Linked DNA regions of Mus musculus: region 2 is linked to region 1. The links are chromatin contacts, called in public promoter capture Hi-C maps. All regions are on one chromosome and are shown on one strand. Each heading gives the region's core, a stretch centred on a gene start, on an enhancer-like site or on the middle of the called end of the contact. The rest is flanking DNA. Distances are from core to core; before and after follow the strand shown.

What was found. Capture Hi-C pulls out chosen DNA fragments and counts their contacts.
Region 2: a contact with region 1 is called in a promoter capture Hi-C map of pancreatic islet. The contact joins two enhancer-like sites. A contact is called at or near these places in 1 of 115 datasets of contacts at active chromatin or transcription factors (embryonic stem cells) and 2 of 9 other capture datasets (adipose tissue and pancreatic islet).

The regions. Positions count from the first base shown.
Region 1 is chr5:144,822,122-144,825,404 of GRCm38.p6, reverse strand. It overlaps Trrap (transformation/transcription domain-associated protein), which reads right to left. Exons shown (of 71, transcript NM_001081362.2): 45 at 2,589-2,714; 46 at 802-948; 47 at 1-186. Among named protein-coding and RNA genes, the nearest start is that of Gm23995, 49 kb to the right of the region's middle. Within about 2 kb of position 1,719, at least 7 of the 459 cell types and tissues checked have an H3K27ac peak or open chromatin away from gene starts, as enhancers often do. A contact at or near this core is called in pancreatic islet, where this site is marked.
Region 2 is chr5:144,946,533-144,950,059 of GRCm38.p6, reverse strand. All of the region lies in intron 1 of Smurf1 (SMAD specific E3 ubiquitin protein ligase 1), which reads left to right. Among named protein-coding and RNA genes, the nearest start is that of Smurf1, 18 kb to the left of the region's middle. Within about 2 kb of position 1,894, at least 48 of the 459 cell types and tissues checked have an H3K27ac peak or open chromatin away from gene starts, as enhancers often do. A contact at or near this core is called in pancreatic islet, where this site is marked.

The DNA of each region.
Region 1 (3,283 bases), core at 470-2,969:
GGGAATTATTCTTAACCCATTCTTCCACAATCTTCACCACAGCTCGGAGGATCTTGGCATCTGGGGACTTCTCAATGAGGGAGGTCAAGATGGTCTGGATGAAGTTCTTCCGCATCTCCATGCTCATCACCGCCAGACGAGTCTTCACAAGATCCAGGCTCAGCATCACCAACTCGCTTGTTCCAGCTGTGCCGAGGAAGAACAAATGCATGTGTCTGACCCTACAGATGCATTCAAAGGAGCTGCTGTCTGCAGAAAACAGCCACAAGAGCTGTGCCTTCCACGCTAAGCCTTTCCCCAGAAACTGGCATGCTGGGATTTGACGCCATCCCACTTCCTATAGTGGCTCCTGGCAAAGAGCCCTCCAGCAGCCTCGGCCATAGGAAAGGGGGATGACAAGAGCTGGTGGGACCTACACAGGGCACTTGGGTCCTCGGGAAACTCTCAGCAGCCATGGAAAACACAACACCCTGTGACTCCCCAACTCTCCTGTCAGGAGGAGCCTTGGCTCTGCTCTGGAAGCTGGCATAATTCTTCAGAAACAACTCTGAATGCTCAGTGGTGAAGGTTCACATCATATCTCCATTTTCAACTGCTTCTCATTCTTATACTCACAATTTTTAAACTTAATGTTTGGCCTGAGCAGCATTTTGAATTTAAACCTCTGTCACAAGAGCAAATCAACAGAACTTCATATTAACCCAAGTTCACGGCAATGTCCAAACACAGAGCCCGCAATGACAAGATGACCAACGAAGTCATCTTGCAGGTAGAGAAAGAACACCAGCCCTGGGCTGTCACCTGCGGTTGCTTCGGTGCTCCCGGATGCTGTCTGTGGATTTAGATGCTCTCGGACCATCTTCTGTAGGGAGCGCATGAAGACAGAGATGAGCCTGTCAATGTAGCTTGGGTTGTTGCAACAGGCTGACTTGAGGATCATAAGTGTTCCTGCAGAGCAGGAATAGCAGTTATTTTACAAAGAAATAGCTGTGCTGGAGAGACAGTTCAGCCAATGTGGTGCTTGCCTAGCTAACCCAAGGACCCAAGCCTGATCCCCAAAACTCAGATGGGATGACACACAATGTCTAAGTGTCTGCCAAGAATTGATCTTTCACTAGGAATGTCTTCAACATCATCTTGACCCTGACAGAACATGAACTCTACTCCTGGGTTATATGACAGGCCCATCAGAGGGCATCTGCCATTTGTACAGGCCATCATCTCAGGTGTGGACAATTCAGGCTGCCCTTGTTAAAGTCTGTTTCTGTATAGCAGCCATGGCACAGCCAGGCTGATTTTAACCCAGATAATTTTGATCCATGATGAAAATGAGATGTGCCTTACTGTGCTGTCCTCTAACAGTGTCAGAGCTGAGTCCGCCAGACAAGGAGAACCTTGGCACAGCCAGCTCCCTCAGCACCCATCACTGTGGGCCACCCTAGCCTGCTGTTACCCACAGAGGAGGAAGACAAGGCCCATGGGGTCAGCTCTTCTCTGAGCACCGTGGATAATGAATACAACAGACATGTTCCTTTACCCTAGGATGGGGGCCACAACACCCAAGAGAGCCGTGTTGACACCACAAAAGCCAATCAGCTGGCTCTCGCAGCCAGGTGTGAACAGGGTGACAGCCTAATTAAACCAAACACACTTGGGCCCTGAGTTGCAGTGAGCAAACAACCAGTTTTGGCAAGCAAGGGGTTTTTACAAAATTAATAGCAGAATGATTGAGACTGCGGTTAGACAGCAACACTTTCACAGCCAGGGTGACTTATGTATGCTCCTATGTAGAGAAAACAATACACAGGCGCTGAGAGCTCAACAGTCTTCTTGTACAAGACTCGCTTCGCTTTCCAGAACAGCTGCTGAACAAGTGTCCCTTCTTACTCTAGGGGATACTGACGCCTCTGGCCTCCATGAGGCACATGCATGCGTGTGCACACATAGTGAATCAAACAGTCTGCCGGGGTGGTGGGGCTTGCTTTTCATGCTAGCACTCAGGAGGCAGAGGCCAGCCTGGTCTACAGAGCAAGTTCCAGGACAGTTAAGGCTACAAAGAGAAACCCTGTCTTGGAGAAAAAACAAAACAACAAAAGCCCACTGAATAAAAAAGAAAATTATATACACCAAACTATTAGTATTTATTACAAGAGGCTTATCAGTAACTGTCACTTCCCAAGTTTTACACGAGAATGTAATATGGGAGGGAAAAAAAATGTATGAGACCAACCCAATTCTGAGCCTAAATGTGAACTAGTATGACAAGGGGCAAGGTGCCTCTTAACTTGGACTTCAGGGTACCTGGGACGGTTATCCAGCTGCTGGTCATCTAGCTGACTGATGAGTGGACATGACCCAGGGGCAGCAATTCCCTGACCAGTGCACAGGCAACTCTCTTCAAACCAAGTCTGCACTGGGGCTGAGCAAAAGACTCAGAGAATTCTTTCTGGACAAGTGATAGACAGAATACCAAACTCCAAGAAGACAGCCCATCAGCCTGAAGGGCCTGGCAGGTTTTCCCATGACCGCTGTCCAGTGAGCAGGGACCACAGCCCAAGCCACTTCTGGGGAACCACACAGGTGCTCACCGAAGAGCTGGGAGGGGTTGGCGCTGGTGGCCTTCTCGTAGTTAGTGAGGCCTTCGTAGATGACCTTCCCCACGGCCGCATAGAGGCACTCCAGCTCCTCATACTTGGAGGCCACGCTTGATGTGCCTGTAACACAGGGCAGGGAGCTGGGTTAGCAGCTGCAGGCTGTGGAGCGTGCAGCGGTGCCTTTCCTCTGCCACGGGACAGTCGCACATCATCTTTGGATTGGCTGTTTGACACCATTAAGGGCAGCTCTAAGTACACTTTGTCAGAACATGAGCAATCTCAGACTGCTTGGTATGATACTGTGACCTAACTTCCTCTCTATGAACACCTGAAAGGAAGCCATCCACACAACACAGTGCAGGACCAGTACCTTTTCAAGTCAAATAACGTTTTAAAACAGAGACAGAAGGGCTGGTTATGGTGGTGCATGTCTTTAATCCAGCACTCAGGAGCCGTAAATAGGCAGATGTCTGAGAGTTCAGAACTAGCCTGAGTTAACATATTGAGACCCTGTCTTAAAAACAAAACAAAAAGCCAGGCGTGGTGGCACACACCTTTGATCCCAGCACTTGGGAGGCAGAGGCAGGTGGATTTCTGTGTTCGAGGCCAGCCTGGTCTACAGAGTGAGTTCCAGGACACCAGGGCTGCACAGAGAAACCCTGTCTCGAAAAACCAAACCAAACCAAACC
Region 2 (3,527 bases), core at 645-3,144, 120 kb before region 1:
CTACCTCCAAACACTTGCAGCTTTGGAGAACAGTGGTGGTGTTTGGAAGCAATGTGTCGTAGTTGGGTTTCCACTGTGAGTTAAGCATGTGCTGTATGCTGCAGGGGCTGAGTGAGTCACAGGCTGCCTAGCAGCCGCTTAGTGTGGTGGAGTTGCTATAGGACATATTAAATGGTAAATATAGGCTGTCCTGGAACTCACCTGTAGACCAGGCTGGCCTCAAACTCAGAGATCTGCCTGCTTCTTTCTCCTGAGTGCTGGGATTAAAGGCGTGCGCCACCACTGCCCAGCTGGCACCATTTCTATTAAGAGCCTTGTCTGTTTAGTGCTGTGGATGGCTCCCAGATAAAACTACCTTTGTTTAGTCAGTGTCTCATTGTGTAGTTCTGGATGGCCTGGAATTTACAGACATCCACTTGTCTGCCTGAGAGCTGGGATTAAAGGCGTGTCCAAGATCTTTAAAAAAAAAAAAAAGATCAATTTCTTAGTGTTAGTATCGAACGATTCACAGGCGTTTTTTCGGGGGCCTGACCTACCCACTCCCTGCATTATTTGTGGCTTACTCCATTGGCTCTGAGTTGCCAGATTCTACTTTAAAGACAGCCATAGAAGGGCAGCTACTTTGTTGGGTTACTCTGTCTTGAGTACATATGGCATGTAAAGTATCTGAATTCTTAAAAAGACAGAATTTTACTGTGTATCCGAGGCTGGCCTGGAAGTATTGATCGTCCAGCCTCAGGGTCCTAAGTTTGGGGTTGCCAGGAATGCGAGACCATGCTCAGCTTGTACTGGAGTAGTATTTGAAGGTGTTGGCTATAATTTTATAAAAGGTGACTCCAGCATATGTGGTGACTTACGCTGTAGGTGGCCCTAGCATTTAAATGTGGAGACAGAGGGATCAAGGCCATCTTAACTGGAGGCTAATCTGGGCAATATAAGACCCTGTCCAAAACCTAACCAAACCAGCCAACCAAATAACAACAGCAACCCCCAAAACAATGTGTGTTTTATGTTTTAATGCATCCTGAAATCAAAGTGCCGCCTTTTCAAATACAGAGTCCGGTGGGGTTTACTTGCGGAGTTGTGTACAGGGCTCATCACAACAGGATTAGAAATAGACTTTACTTTAGGAAAGGAAGAGAAAAGGACACGTAATTTGAAATAAAAGGAAAACTGCTCTCCGTTGGGGGAGAGTTAACCAGCTGGAATCCCTTCCTGGTCACTGTGACCAGTGTGGCTTAGACTGAAGCGTCCGTCCGTCCGTCCGTCCCAGCAGGCTTTGCAGGGAGCAGGATGTTGCTGGTGCTGTCCCACGGGTTCAGCTCCAGCAGGGAGAGTCAGGCATTCAGTAGTTCTTACACCATCATAGACTGCGCTTTACTTAGAAAAAACAACTCATTAATCACAAGTGCACGTCTCATAGCCCGGGATTTGTTTTAGTTAGTGTTTTTAAATACACAGTGCCTGCCCATGATGGAGAAGGCTCCTGAGGGCCGGCTCCAGTCCCCAGGATCTTGCAGACAGGGGTGGAGCATGCTACTGGTCCCAGCCCTTGCCTTTTCAGGTAGCCCAGACAAAGGGGTAAAGTACATTTTTCTGCTTCAGGGTGTGCCTGAGCGGCTCAGTCAGACCCATGTCTTCTTTCCCATTTCCTGGTTGCTTTGCTGTTCTGTGGGACAATGATGATGTTACATGATCCAATTCTGTCATGGAGTACCCTGAAGCTGTGTCACAGTGAACACTCCCTCAGCCTGGGTCCCTTCAAGATCCTCTGGAGCCAAGGTGTTTGTTTCTTCCGTTCCATCCTTCCCTGCCAACTGGTACTGGGCACAGGCAAGGCAGTGCCAGCCAGGGAGCCAGCCCTTGTTACATTAATTTGTTCCTGTCACCTCAGCCCCTCCCAATTGATAGAGCTTGTTCCTTTTTGGCAGCTGTGAGATGTGTGATACTTTGGATGAACCCAGTTGAGATGATCTGATAGTTTGTTACAGAGCAGAGATCATCTGATGGAAGAGTAACAACTTTAAACAAACACTGAAGTCTTTCCCACAAATGGATATACACCAAGGGTGCTTTGTAATCAAACAAACAAACAAACCCCCCCCAACAAAAAAGCCTATCTACTTGTTAAAAATATAAAGAAGAAACAATAAGGAGTATTTTAATGAGGTTCAAGTCTTCATTCTTGAACATAATTTTTGTATTAGAATATGGAGTTGTCAGGTTATTTCTAAGGGAGGATGAGCATGGGAGCCGTGTCTGGGGGCTGGTTCCTTGCAAGCTGGACTCACAGGATGAAGGGGATTGGAAGGAGCTCCTGTGTGCTCCCAGTTCCATCACAGGGCAGAGGCGGGGGTGCTGACTAAGCTGAGAGCCATTGACAAGTGTTGGGTTGGAAGGGAGCAGCTGGTGGGTCTGAGCTCTTTGGCTGCTCGGGAAGTGACTCTCAGTGGGCAGTGGAAGGACGTAGATGGGCAGAGGGACCGTGCACAAAGTAGGAAGGGGTGGGGTGGCAGTGTAGGATTGGAGCAGGGAGGGGATTGGAAAGAAGGGACTCAGGTTTTAGCAAATGGGGTGGCTGAGAGGTAGGTCCCAGCACTAGAGGCCAGTGACCTGGCTCCTAACCTTGGCCTGGCTACCATCTAGCTATGGGGACTGGTAGGAAGGGCACACAGAGTCCTCACTTTGGCTGCTGTTGTTGCTGTGGTCGCTCGAACAGGAGCCTAGTGACAGTATGCTGTCTGCTGTCTAACGAGGGAATAAATTACCCCCTCCACAAAATAGGACTTGTCATGGTCCTTTGCTTCTGTTAGACTGTAGGCTGACAGTCTCTCAGGTGTTTTACGGGGACTTCTAAGTTGGCACCAAGTTAAAGCTAAATGACTTACAGTTTCTTCTAAAAGCCATTTGTTGTGGTGGAAGAGGTGGCACAGTGGTTAGTTAAGAGCACCACGGCTTTTGCCCATGTTGGGTAGTTCACAATCTAGTTAAGACCAGTGCCGGGAAATCTAGCACCTTCTTCTGGTCTCCATGAGCACTGCGCTCACATGTGCATACACACATAGACAAATGCATAATTTAGATCAAATATTTTCAAAGATTTATTTTACTGTTTTTAACACTGTATATGTATGTGGATGCATGCATATAATGTGGATTTGTTTTACTGTTTTTAACAATGTATATGCATGTGGATGCATGCATATAAAGTGCTGGTGCCTGCAGAGGTCAGGTTTAGGTTCCCCCTGAAGTTAGAGGTATAGGAAGTTGAGCTACCTCAAGCAGGTGTTGGTCCTGGTCGGATCCTCTAGGGGAGCAGTATGCACCACTGAGCCATCTCTCCTGTACTGAAAGGAAGTCTTTTGAAAGACACTTTAATAACTGCTAGGCTGTCAGGCAGGTAGCCGACAGGTGGAATAATAGATGCTGAGCTGGAGAAGGGAAACAGTGGTGCCAGGTCTGTATTTGATACAAAGTTGACTTCCTGATTTGGTTGGGCCTACACTGGAGTTAGAGAAGGTTGAGAG